2 separate regions of the Zea mays genome follow, and region 2 is linked to region 1. The links are chromatin contacts, called in public Hi-C maps. All regions are on one chromosome and are shown on one strand. Each heading gives the region's core, a stretch centred on a gene start, on an enhancer-like site or on the middle of the called end of the contact. The rest is flanking DNA. Distances are from core to core; before and after follow the strand shown. Region 1 holds the start of LOC100280058 (Pseudouridine synthase family protein). Region 2 holds the start of LOC100383243.

Region 1 (6,457 bases), core at 1,466-3,965:
TTAATAGGATATTCAGATGCTAATTGGACAAGGTGTAAAATTGATAGGAAGATCACATCAGGGACTTGCCAGTTTCTGGGGAGATCCCTGGTGTCTTGGGCTTCAAGAAAACAAAACTCAGTAGCTCTTTCTACCCCCGAAGCCGAGTATATTGCCGCAGGTCATTGTTGTGCGCAATTACTTTGGATGAGGCAAACCCTTAGGGACTATGGCTACAAATTGAGCAAAGTCCCTCTCCTATGTGATAATGAGAGTGCAATCCGCATGACGGATGATCCCGTTGAACACAACCGCACTAAGCACATAGACATTCGGTATCACTTCTTGAGGGATCACCAACAAATGGGGGATATCGAGATAGCTTATGTTAGCACCAAAGAACAACTAGCCGATATCTTTACCAAACCATTAGATGAGAAAACCTTTACCAAACTTAGGAATGAGCTAAACATTCTTGATTCTCGGAATTTTGATTGAAACATTGCACACATAGCTCATGCATATATCTTTGATCATATCTCTTTTATGTCTACGACTAATGTGTTTTCAAGAGCATTTCTATGCTAAGTCCTAGATTGAAAGGGAAATGAAGTCTTCGGCGAAGACAAGGCTTCCACTTCATTTTGTCGGTATCATTTACCCTTCGCCATCACTCCACACCACTCTTCGATTGGTATAATCTTCACTCATATTTACTTGTACCAATGGGAGAAAAGAATAAAAGGCTCTCAAAAGATTCCGTTTTTGGCGATTAATGCCAAAGGGGGAGAAATATTAAGCCCAAAGCAAAAGGACCGCACCACCACCCTTCGAAAATTTTTAATTGACATATTTCAAAATTGGTATGTTTCTCAATTGGTTAGGATTTTTCAAATTGGTATCTAAAAATAATTTGATCTTCTTTCAATTGGTAAAACCCTCTTGAACACTAAGAGGGGAATTTCATCCAGGGGAGTTTTGTTTAAGTCAAAGGAAAAACATTTGAAACAGGGGGAGAAAATTTCAAATCTTGAAATACTTCTCGCAAATCTTATTCATATACCTTTGACTATTTGCAAAAAGACTTTGAAAAGATTTTCCAAAAGAATTTGCAAAAACAAAACAAGTGGTGCAAGCGTGGTCCAAAATGTGGGAAATAGGGTTTAACCTTTTCCTATAAATAATTTTGGTGGTTGAATGCCCAACACAAATAATTGGACTAACTAGTTTGCTCTAGATTATATATTCTACAGGTGCCAAAGGTTCAACACAAACCAATAAAAAGATCAGAGTTAGGGTTCAAAAGAAAGGAGCAAAAGAAACCGAAGAGAACCCTGGTCTGGCGCACCATACAGTGTCTGATGCACTAGGGGCGATCGACTCAAACTCTTCACCTTCAGATTTTTGAGGTCGCGCTCCGCTATAATTCACCGGACTGTCCGGTGCACCAGCGAAGCAACGGCTAGCCAACGCAACGGTCGACTCCAACGGTCGTCTGACAACGCACAGTGCGCGGACAGTTCGAGCAGAGTCAGAGCAGCCACCAGAAGGCATACCGGACAGTGAACAGTGCCTGTCCGATACGGCACCGGACTGTCTGGTGCCACATAAAGACAAAGCTCCAACGGTCGAAACCGTCAGAACCCTAATGATTGGGTGACGTGGCTGGCGCACCAGACAGTGTCCGGTGGCGCACCGGACTGTCCGTTGCGCCCATCGATGGCAACCTTCCCCAACGGTTGAATTGGTGGTTGGGGGCTATAAATACCCCCAACCACCTCCACTCCAACCATCCAAGCATTCACTACTCCTCATTCAATACAAGAGCAAAATACAACACTCCAAGACACAAATCAAAGCCTCCAATCCAATCAGAGTCCACAATTCAACTCTAGTATTTTAGGACTTGTGAGAAGATCGTCTTGTGTTCTTTGTTTCTCTTGTTGCTTGGTTGGCTTTCTTCTTTCTCTCATTCTTACTCTCAAAGCCTTGTAAGCGAAGCAAGAGACACCAATTGTGTGGTGGTCCTTGCGGGGTCTAAGTGACCCGGGAAACCAAGGAAGAAAGCTCACTCGGTCTAAGTGACCGTTTGAGAGAGGGAAAGAGTTGAAAGAGACCCGGTCTTTGTGACCACCTCAACGGGGACTAGGTTCATTGGAACCGAACCTCGGTAAAACAAATCACTGTATCATCCGCTTTGTTTTCTTGGTTGATTTGTTTTCTCCCCCTCTCCCGGACTTAACTTTTATTCTAACGCTAACCCCGGCTTGAAGTGTGCTTAAAGTTTGTAAATTTCAGTTTCCGCCTATCCACCCCCTCTAGGCGACTTTCACGGATCCACGACGCGGTACTGGGTGGCGGATCCACGGCGCGGTACAGACGACCTTCCATTGCGGCAGCGGTGGGCATGGAAGGAAAGAGGAATCGAGGATGGAAAGGATCACGGAGGGCGAGCGGGATGCGAGGAGCGCCATCGAAGGAAGGAGTGCGCCATCGAAGGAAGGAGTGTGCGGTCGAGCGGCGGCGGTGGGGAGGAGGGTGGGGGATCCGCGGTCGAGGCGGGACCGGCAGAACCTTGCACCACTGTACACATTAAACTTAAGCAGAAATAGAAGAACTTAAGTGGTATAGAACTTTTTCACATATCAGTATAACACTCAGCCTGAGGGACACATACAAATGTACAATTTTCTCATCACCGTTTCCCCCCTTCACTTGCTAAACCCTCTCCAGCCCGCGTTCCTCGCTTTCCCTCCCAAAACCCTAGCGCTGCTTCCACCAGCCACCCAGATCCCATGGCGCGCTCGACCTCACTCTCCGAGGCGGAGGCGGGCATCTCCTGCTTTGCCTCCTCCCTCCCTGGATTCCGCGGCGTCCTCAAGCACCGCTATGCCGACTTCATCGTCCATGAGGTTGCCCGCGATGGCGCTCTCGTCCAGCTCACCTCGTTCGACCTCCCCACCGAGGTATCAGGTCCTCTGTGAAAGTTTTAGTCCATAGCTGCGCTTCTCCGATTCCAATCTTCCTGCCAAATGCGAATTGCAGAGCGTTGGTGTGAACGAAGAGGACAAGGCGGCCCCGTCGGCTGAAGCGGATCACTCGCAGGCCCTCGAGTCGTTCCGTTCGCTCTGCGGCGATGCCGATTGCAACGCATTGAGGGGTCTCCTGGAGAAGGTGTCGGGCGAGGGTGGCGGTGATGTCTCGCCTGTCATTCTATCGCCTGATGCCGACAAAGCACACCGTTCGGTCAGTTCGCCGGGTGGTTACTGGTTGTCTGTGCCATGGTGTTGCCGTGTTGGTCGAGGGTGGTTTGACATTTGTGTTGTTTGGTTGTAGGAGGTGCATAACTTCTTTAAGAAGACCTTCAAGTTCCTGGTCACGGACACGGTGGAACACAGTGATGGGGTCCAGAAGTGCATCAGGGTGCGGTTCGGGTCAGAAGCAGGTGTCGGAAGGGGTGCTGGCGGCCGTGGGAGAGGAAGGAAACGGAAGAACATGGGTAGTTCTGATTGGAGAGATGGTAGGCCATTTGATAGTAGAGGGTCAAGTAATTGGCCAGATAATGTTGGGAAGTTCCTGAGGTGATGACATCCTGTTTTATTTGTTAACTATGTTATGTGTTATTTAACTTGTATCGGACTGGGTTCTTTTCACATGTATGGCATACTTGATATGCTCTATTTGTTTGAAGTTAGTAATAGTAGTGCACCTAATGTAGCTGCACAACAGTCTTATATTGTTGTGCAGTTTTTTTTTGCTAACTAGTGCTTTAATTGGAGTTACCATTTTGGGTCATTGATCAGGTTTCACCTGTACAAAGAGAACAAGGACACCCAAGAAGCATTAGGAGTAATAGGAAAAATGCTAGGACTTCAGGTATGTCATAGTTGCTAAATTCTAGAATTCGTTTACCTGCCTTAGATATCTGGGTTCATTTACCTGCTCTTGCTGCTGCTAAATTAACTGTACCTTTTGCAGCCACGGTCATTTGGGTTTGCAGGTACAAAGGATAAGCGTGCTGTTACTACACAGCAGGCATGTATTCCTCAAGTTTATAACAGCAGAGTAATTTCATTCAGTTAGTCTGGAGCTTCCTTGTATAATGTTGGCTAACATAGTAACATATAACACTGAAGTCTGGGAATGAAACACTTTTGGACAAGAGATTGCATGGAATATTACTAACTTAAATGTCTTCTAGATGGCATAATTAGTTTTCAAAGACATGTATTTTAATACATTTCCTTCTTTTCACTATTTGATAGCTTATCTGTGTAAATAGTTTCTCATTTCTGTCTATAATTGTGCATACAGTGATATTGGTACTTTTGTATTTTTTATTAGGTAACTGTATTCAAGGTGCAAGCCAGTAAGTTGCTTGCTCTTAACAAGCGGCTGTTTGGGATTAAAGTTGGAAATTTCTGGTATGTGATTAGTATTTTCCTGTTGCACATATAATCATGATATAGCAGTCTTGAAATGTTGATACTTTTGGCAACTAACTAATCCTTTTCAGTTACGTGAAGGAGGGACTTGTTCTTGGTCAGCTCACAGGAAATCGATTTACAATTACTCTGAGGTAGTGTCTTTGCTTATAATTCAATATTTTAGCATGCCAGACTACAGTATTTTCCTGGTACCAAATTCTCATCACTTGACTCCAACCATAGTAACTTCTTAGGCTAAAAATATATATGCAACACAAGAACTTGGGATAATGTTTTTTTAACTTTACCAGGAGCAGTGGTTTTCATTTTTAAGAATCCTGTGGACACCTACGCTGACCACACACTCAGACATAGATGAGGCTATTCAAGTAATCTTGGAACACGCGCAACACACATGCTCCATTCTCCCTGGGAAATAAATCCCGGTGCAGCACTGGCGTTCATTCTTGACAAGAATCGAACGTGGGCGGGTAGCGCTCCACCCGAGCGTCTTACCGCCGAGCCTGTTTTTAACATTCTATTGTTTGTACAACTGCATGACATGTGCATTTGTGATCTATATTGTTTGCTATGATACTTCGGTCCACAATTTCACATGCAGCATACCTTGTAGTCTTGTACATTCTCTTTTAGGAAAACGGAGCAAATGGAGATCTTATGTTTCCTTATATTGATTTAGGGGTGTTACTGCAGAATCTGAAGACATGATAAAAATTGCAGTAGATGGCCTAGGAAAGAATGGATTTATCAACTACTATGGTTTGCAGGTATTATGTCCTCAAGTTTAAAACTATTGCCCTGTTATTTCTGAAGCTCATCGATTTTATGTTTTCATCTGGTTAGCGGTTTGGAAGTGGTTCAATACCAACACATCTTGTTGGGGCTGCTTTGCTTAGAGGAGAGTGGAAGGTTGCTGTAAACTTGATTCTTGATCCAAGGGAAGGAGATATCCTACAAATATTTTATATGTGTCCAAATTAGGAGTTTGTATTCAGTCTTGCCAGCTTTTGTTTAAACATAACTAAGTCCGTACAGCGTGATGACATCAATGAGGTGCGCAAACGTTACAAAGAACATGGTGACATTGATATGGCACTGAGAAACTTCCCTCGACACCTCGTAGCTGAGAGGGCCATAGTAAGTATAGTTAACCTTTTTTAACGTACACTTGTTTTCAAGTCAGACGATTTGTTGGTTGTTCTGGCTGACCAACTTGGACGATTAATTGCGATTGGTCCAAACCGACTTGGACGATTAATCACGACTAATCGGACTTGAAAACAGCTGTGATATTACTTGAATAAAATGTGGCCTTATAATTCTTTGTGCGTTGTTTAAAGCACATAGTTTTGTACATTTTAACTGATTATTTTTTTCTTTTCTTCCGTTGTTTGCATGTTTCCAGCTTCAATGTCTGAAGAAATGCCCTGGTAACCATCTACAAGCACTCAAGGGTATACCAAGAACACTGAGAATGATGTATGTTGCATTTTTTATTTAAATATACTCCATTTTTCTTTGTATTATTATTAAGTGCAAATTAAGGTATGTAACTTTAGGTGGTTCAGAATATGCTGCCTATCCCATCTTTCTTGGGGAAAAAAGGCTTTGTTGTTGATGTCTCGTGTTTTTCCCCATTAAGGGGGTGTTTGGTTGCTCCTGCTAAAGTTTAGCCCGGGTCACATCAAGCGTTTGACTTTTAAATAGGAGTATGAAATATAGACCCAACCAACTGGACTAGATTCGTCTCGTCTTTTAATCTTCGTCTGACAAATTAGTTTTATAATCCGACTACATTTAATACCCGGAACGGAGGTTCAAACATTCGATGGGACAGGGGCTAAATTTTAGCGGGGTGTAACCAAACACCCCCTAAGAATATATGTCTGTTATTCTTGACTTGTGCTTAAAATTGTTTCTCGGTCTCTAATAACAGTTCTACCACTGTGTCCAGCTCTGCATTCATATTATGCATTTATTTGTTAATGCCATCAACTGTTAAGTTATTCAGTCACAGCATACACATGTAC
Region 2 (6,457 bases), core at 1,401-3,900, 180 kb before region 1:
GAAGCAGAGCATCGCGCCGCCGGAGACGAGGTACTGGGAAGACAAGGTCGGCCAGTACGTGCTCCTGAAGCGATTCGAACGCCGGCCGTGTAACCTGCTCTCGTGGCTGACGCTTTACCTGGTGGAGCCGCGTCGGCAGGGCCAGAAGCGGGGCAGGAGGAAGCCGCTGCCTCCCGAGGTGAAGCGCGCCGTGCTCCTCTGGCTCAAACAGAACCATTGCCACCTCAGCAATGGTGTGGCGACACTGCGAAAGCACCATCTGTTGCCGCGTCTGGCATGGGCGTGCAGGCTTCCCATGGTCACCGATCAGATCTTGGCGTGGCACGTGGTCACCACGAGCTGTGACTGGTCTTATAGTTTCCGTCCAGCTGGCCGCTTCGCAGCCGGTGACGACCACCATCGGCTCGTCGCGAAGAAGTTGTCCAACTACTGCGCCTACCTGGTGGCGTTCGTGCCGGAGATGCTGCCGGACCCCAGCTACAACGCCGAGCAGATATTCGACACGGCGGTGCAGCAGGCGCGGGACCACCTGGACGGCTGCAAAACGCATAGCAGCATAATCGCCAGGCTAGAGGAGATGGAGATCGCAGAGCGGCCGTACGTGCAGCCGTGCAGGAAAGTGGCACATACGATAGAGCCGTCGGCGCCACCGTCATCGAGAGGGCGGCGGTGCTTTGGGGGCAGCTCAGGGCGGCCTTTGGAGTCGACGACGCGCGGCGGTGGGAGGTGCTGGCCGAGTTCTGGACGGAGCTCGTGCTGTTCCTCGCGCCATCGGACAACGTGGACATTCACGCTGAGATGCTCGGCGCCGGCGGCGAGTTCATGACGCAGCTGTGGGCGCTGCTGTCTCATGCCGGCGTCCTGGAGCGACCACCAATCATGCAGAGGCAATGACGGAGTGATTATTACTGAGTTTGTCTATGTATCATTCGAGTGTTTAGAATGCCGTTGTCATACGATTTTTCAACGAGCACGGCTACAATTACGAGTCTAGTGGTAAACTGAGGTACGACACTAAAATTATCTAGTAATTCATGATTTATTAATCCAAAACAAGAGACAACAACAACCATATATCAACGTTGGTATTTAAGTCACACATGTCAACTCTACATGAAGCACTTCTCATTTTCAACCTATTAGATCCACATCAAACGTTTAGTATCAAATGGGTGAGAGAACAAAATTACAGCTAAAATTTTAGACGCGAACTCTCATTTATATATATATAAAAAATCACCGGTAAGTGCATCCCGCAGAATAGATAAAAATAAAACAAATTGAAGAGATCAGACAGTAGATAAAGAAGTGTACGCCAGATTTGATGGCCAAACTTTGCGCGTCACGGTGTCACAAACAACCGGGTGTTGTTTAACATTACTCTCATTGAACGATAAACCTGAAAAAATAATCTATTTGCAGATCTGCGCGTCTCTATGTCTAGACTTGACATGGTTAGATCCCACAACACCTAATTTTTATAAGTTTGTGTTTGGTTAGAGAGTCAACTATAGTAGACCGGCTCCATTCCAGGTTTTTAAAATGGGTCGTTCTATTCTGCGTTCTATTTTTTTGTTTGATTGAATAGTAGAATATAACGAAGTCGTTACGTTCTTTGTTTGTTTGGAGAGCCATATGAGTGCAGAGAAGAGGAGAGGGAGGAAAGCGCTCTAGTCGTTTTGGTGGAGCAGGAGTATTCCAACTATTTATGGTTATTTTTTATGTGTAGACTCCAAGAGCCACTCTACTCCTCTTTTATTGGAAACCAAACATTTAGAAAATAGGAATATAGCTGCTCCATCCTCCTCCACTTCTTAACCAAACACACCCTAATTAAGTTATGCACAGTACGCTGCCCTGGATGGCCTTGCTTTCCTAAGGGGAGTCCGATGATAAGAGTTTTGACGGATCCAGAAAGAATTTTCTATGTCTAGTACGTATGATGTTAAAGTCTTTGTTGCTAGTTCTCGGTATTACAAAACGGAGCGCTTGACCTTCCTGAGAATAGAACGACAGAAAACGTGTGGTGAGTGAGTGTATAATCGATGACAAAGGTGGATAATCTCACATTAACTTCATGAGAGAGTTGAAGATATATATTTGTGAAGTACCATTTTGGCTGCTTTTATAGATTTGGTGAAGCTGTGAGTGTTTACCTAGAGTTATGTGAAGTTAAGCTAGATTTTGCAAAGTGAAACAGTGCTAAACAGTCCTTAGAATACATCAGTCATATCAAAATAGTTTATTCTACCATTAGTTTTTTCTCTATGTGTACAACTACTGGAGGAAGTGCTTCCATATAGGTGATAGAAGTTGTATCAAAATTTCCAATTATGTAGGCTAGGTTGACCCTTAGACTCATTTTAGAGAAGATATAATATTGAAGCAGTGTAGAGTCCTCAACTCTTGGCTGTCTAAATCAGTTGTGGCCGTCAAAAACTTCGCTTCTAAATTCATCTATGTAAGAATCGTTTATATGAAAATTGTTTAAATTAAGATGAATATAAAATTTATCGAGTGGTCAAATTGAAGGAATCTAGAAGAAATCTAATGATTTCTAAAACTTAAACTCTGATTTGGAGGTTGAAAAAAACTGTCTAATGATTCTTAGTTTTTTTTCCAGAAAAAAGCTGTCCAAACAGACCCAATGTTTGGTTTGGATGCGTGCGTGCATCATAGCCAAACCACGGCATCGGGTATCCACCATTCCAGCTCCGGGCCAGGAAAAAACTCTGTACTGCGTTCACCTTGCCTTTTCTTCTCCCGTTCACCCCGCCCCGCGTGCGCTCTCTCCCTCTCGCGGGGACGACTGGGCGACCGCCGCCGCCCAAGCCAGGAGCCAGGTCTTCGTCGGACCCTTCGCTGGTGACGAGGACCTACCAGGTATGCCCGCCCCTTTTGCCCCCCTCCTGCTGTGCGAAACCGAGAGCCCAAACCCTAACTTAAGCTATTTGGTCATCTGTATTCGGATCTGATCTAATTATAAGTAGCTTGATTAAAAGAACAAGTGTATATACGTATTATGGCCACTAACTTCGATTTTTGTTTGAAAAAAAATGATTTTTGTTTACACCCCTGTCCCTTGCTGGGTCCGTCCCAGTCTGAATCCTGTAATCAGTGCTGGAGCATGTATATTTTTTTAGATGATTACTGGTGAGTGGTCACAGCACCCCCCCCCCCCTCCCCGGTTTGTAGGGGAGTACAAACCTGGGAAGCATGGGTTTATAATAAAACTATTTGGCACGAGTGCTAATTTTCCAGGGACCTAATAAAGATGCTTTCTGAATTGCTGGGTGCTGATTTTCTACCAGGCCATAATATTTTTTCACCCATTCACGCGTTTGGTGTGTGAACTGATTTTGTTCTGCATACAGCTGCGAATAAGGTTGTCTGGAGCGGTCGTGGATTTTGTGGATGGCAGGTTCTGCAGTAACAGATGATTCAGCTGCTAGCACAACTGGAATGAGGGATGATGAACGCAGTCTCTCTGGCGAGTCCTTCTCCGAGTGGAGGTCCTGTGAGCGGGCAGACAGTGACACCCCTTCAACATCCCCACCCTTCTGGGATAGCGATGGTGATGATGATGATCCTGGTGCGTGAATGCACTTGATCTAATGCCTGTTACTTTGGTGTGCTAAATGATTTTGTTCTACATGGCCAAAATTTCATTGACCTACTTATGATTAACATAGTAGATACAGTAGCTTGTTCCCGAAGTCTTGACATCTTACAAAAGCTCTGGTTAAAAAGTTTTTAGCTTTAAGGGAGAGTGTGCATTTTGTTTATTCATCTATTGTCGCATGCTAGCTGAAGGCCTATATATAGTGAACTGACCATTCTTACCGTTGCTAAAGGGACTGGTATTGCTTCCTCCATCAATATTTTAGATAGTGTTCTAGAAGGTAGAATATGCTGCTACCTAGGCGTTTATCGCCACCATTCTGCCACACAAGAGCACAGTCGATAGTCTGGGCAGTTTTATCGACTAGGTGGTCCGAGTTGGTGACTAATTGGGCTAGGAATGTGGGGCTTGTGCCAGCTGGTTGGGAGGAGGATGAAAAGGTGCAGATGGAAACGTGGAAGAAGGGGGATGGTGGTCAGTTAGCGGCAGTTTTTATGAAGCAGAGGTGGGGTCTACTTCTTGAAAACCTTTAAATTGTTGGTTTCTACCGGTCATGAAGTGGTGAGGAGGAAACCGGGAGGTGGAGGTGGGCAAGGAGGTAGTTGTGGCGATGACAGCTGCGGAGTGGAGGATGGAAGAAAGAGCTTTTGGTCATTCTGGGCATCTTGCTTAGTCCGGGTCCATTGTTCAAAAGTGGAAACATATTTTAGTCCAAGAAAAATAACCATTGTTGGCACTGGGAGAGTAGTAGTTGGTCTATTAGGAATATAAGTGCGTGTCTTATCAGAAATGAAATTTTAGTATTTTCCAGTTATGTAAGGTCCAAACTTCAGAAAAGGTACCTGTTTTAGCATTGGGGGCATACCAATTGGTCCATTAGGCAGTGCCATAGCACGTGAGGTTACTTGACATTATTCAGACGGACAGACACCATAGTGAATGGTGCATTGGTGCTTATGACTGACTCACATTTGCTATCTAGTCCGCTGACTGATAGTATACCTGTATGATGCTTCAATTCATCCGCTGACTGATAATATCTGTCACTTATGGGAAAAAACATAGATAGCGGTCAAGTCAAAATGGCAGACGAGTCTTTTTTTTAACGTGGCAGATGAGTCTTATCTCTGATCATATTCAGATTGCATACACAGTAGAGTTTGAAATAAATAAGATGAGTTTTTTTGCCACAAATTATCCTATGAACAAAGAAAACTTTATGAGTCCACTTTCATTTTTTATTGAGAGCATCCAGATGACCTTGATTACTGCCACTCTGCCTTACCTTTTGTAAATGTTAATAATATGCCACTTATGTAGACTTCGTTTTTTGGAGTACTAAACTGCAATAGAACTTTCTAAAAGTTTGTTTGTCATGCTTTTTTTCTCTACACTCTACAGGAGAGCTGCATATATCATTATATTAAGAAGAAGAAAGGGGTTTAAAACTCGTACAGCACCGGACCAACCCACTTCGAAGCACTTACACTAACACGCCTATTACAAGGATGAAAACATGACTGCAACCTAGGAGAAAACTAGCCACCATCTGGTGCAAATGCAGCGAGATAAGAAATACCTTGAACCTGTCCAGACCCCACAATGCTGTTCTTCTCTAGCGAGTGACAAAACTCCAGCTAGATTAAGAATGCCATAAAACACACACAAGCTGCAATGATACCAAATTGACCAAGCACCCAAAATGATAGAATTGAGCTCTTTTTTGACCTGATGATCATCATCTCTTTCATTTTTTCTAGCCCACCAATCATCAAAAGAAAGATCATCAGGTTGTGGGGTTAGATCCTGCAGTCTAACCTTTTGCAATATGCTGAAACACACTTGGCGAGCAAAAACACAAGATGTAAGAAGATGATCAATTTTCTGCTGAGCCTGATCACAACGGTGACAACGCTGAGGGTGTTGTAGTCCCCGATGTTGGCTGCTCAACGCTTACTAATTTTGCATGCTGATCATGACCTAATTAATTTTAGCCTCTATTTTCTGTTGCTGCAAGGATAATATAGGTTCTTTCCCTGATTTCAAGTCTACATTTTATTGCTCATAATTGTTTTCAAAGATAACATGCTGTTTCCTAAGTTCTAAAGTTTTGTTTTGTGCTATCCATAGCTCATTTGGTTGAATTATCTTAACAGGCCCCAAGCCTTCAGAATTGTTTGGACGTTACACTTGGAGGATTGAAAACTTCTCGAAGGAGAAGAAAAGAGAAATGAAAAGTGAGCCATTTGAAGCTGGTGGTTACAAATGGTAAAGTTCTTGATGGCATTATTTGGAAAACATTGTCTTGATGTTTCTCTTTTTTGCCCTTTTCTTTTTTCTCGAACGACGTAGGAGAGCTGCTTGTCATTTTATTAAGAAGAGAATAAAAACAATGGAGGAGAGGCTGAGCCTGTTCCCCTAAGTGGCCGATTACAGAACTCTTAGCGGCACACGCTAAGGAAACACACATGACCACTGCCCAAAAACGCCTAAGCAGCAATAGGTCAACCTACTAGGGCCTGTTTGGGAACACTGTTTTTCAATACCACAGTTTACCGAATGTCAAGACACAACCATGGTATATTTTACATCAGTCTAATCCAACACCTGTTTGGAGACAGCATTTTGGTTGCAACATAGGAGGGAAGGAGAAAAGGCAAGACTGCAGCCATGCGCTAGCGAAAAACTTTGGTCCAGACAAGAAGCTATTGCAGAAACCTTAGAGCATATCCAGCCTAGATCTCATATTGCCTCCTATCCTTCTTTTAAGGGCACATGAAAATATTGTACAGTAGAAAAACTGAGGAGGGAGTGCGCTGAGAAGGTTTGAAACAT

Evidence for each region. A called contact is a pair of places that touch in the nucleus more often than the background predicts.
Region 2: a contact with region 1 is called in a Hi-C map of ear, with 2.4 times the contacts expected there. The contact joins the promoter of LOC100383243 here to the promoter of LOC100280058 in region 1. A contact is called at or near these places in 9 of 25 Hi-C or Micro-C datasets (bundle sheath, ear, leaf and 2 more) and 1 of 3 datasets of contacts at active chromatin or transcription factors (seedling).

What each region holds. Positions count from the first base shown.
Region 1 is chr8:125,157,851-125,164,307 of Zm-B73-REFERENCE-NAM-5.0, reverse strand. It overlaps LOC100280058 (Pseudouridine synthase family protein), which reads left to right and starts at 2,715. Exons shown (of 19, transcript NM_001152998.1): 1 at 2,715-2,945; 2 at 3,025-3,225; 3 at 3,316-3,560; 4 at 3,783-3,855; 5 at 3,958-4,014; 6 at 4,324-4,403; 7 at 4,496-4,558; 8 at 5,107-5,194; 9 at 5,271-5,373; 10 at 5,461-5,564; 11 at 5,833-5,906. The coding sequence starts at 2,775.
Region 2 is chr8:125,332,889-125,339,345 of Zm-B73-REFERENCE-NAM-5.0, reverse strand. LOC100383243 reads left to right here and starts at 2,650. Exons shown (of 13, transcript XM_020542256.2): 1 at 2,650-2,883; 2 at 3,375-3,592; 3 at 5,779-5,890. The coding sequence starts at 3,415. LOC103635833 reads left to right here. Exons shown (of 1, transcript XM_020543383.2): 1 at 1-967. The coding sequence ends at 826.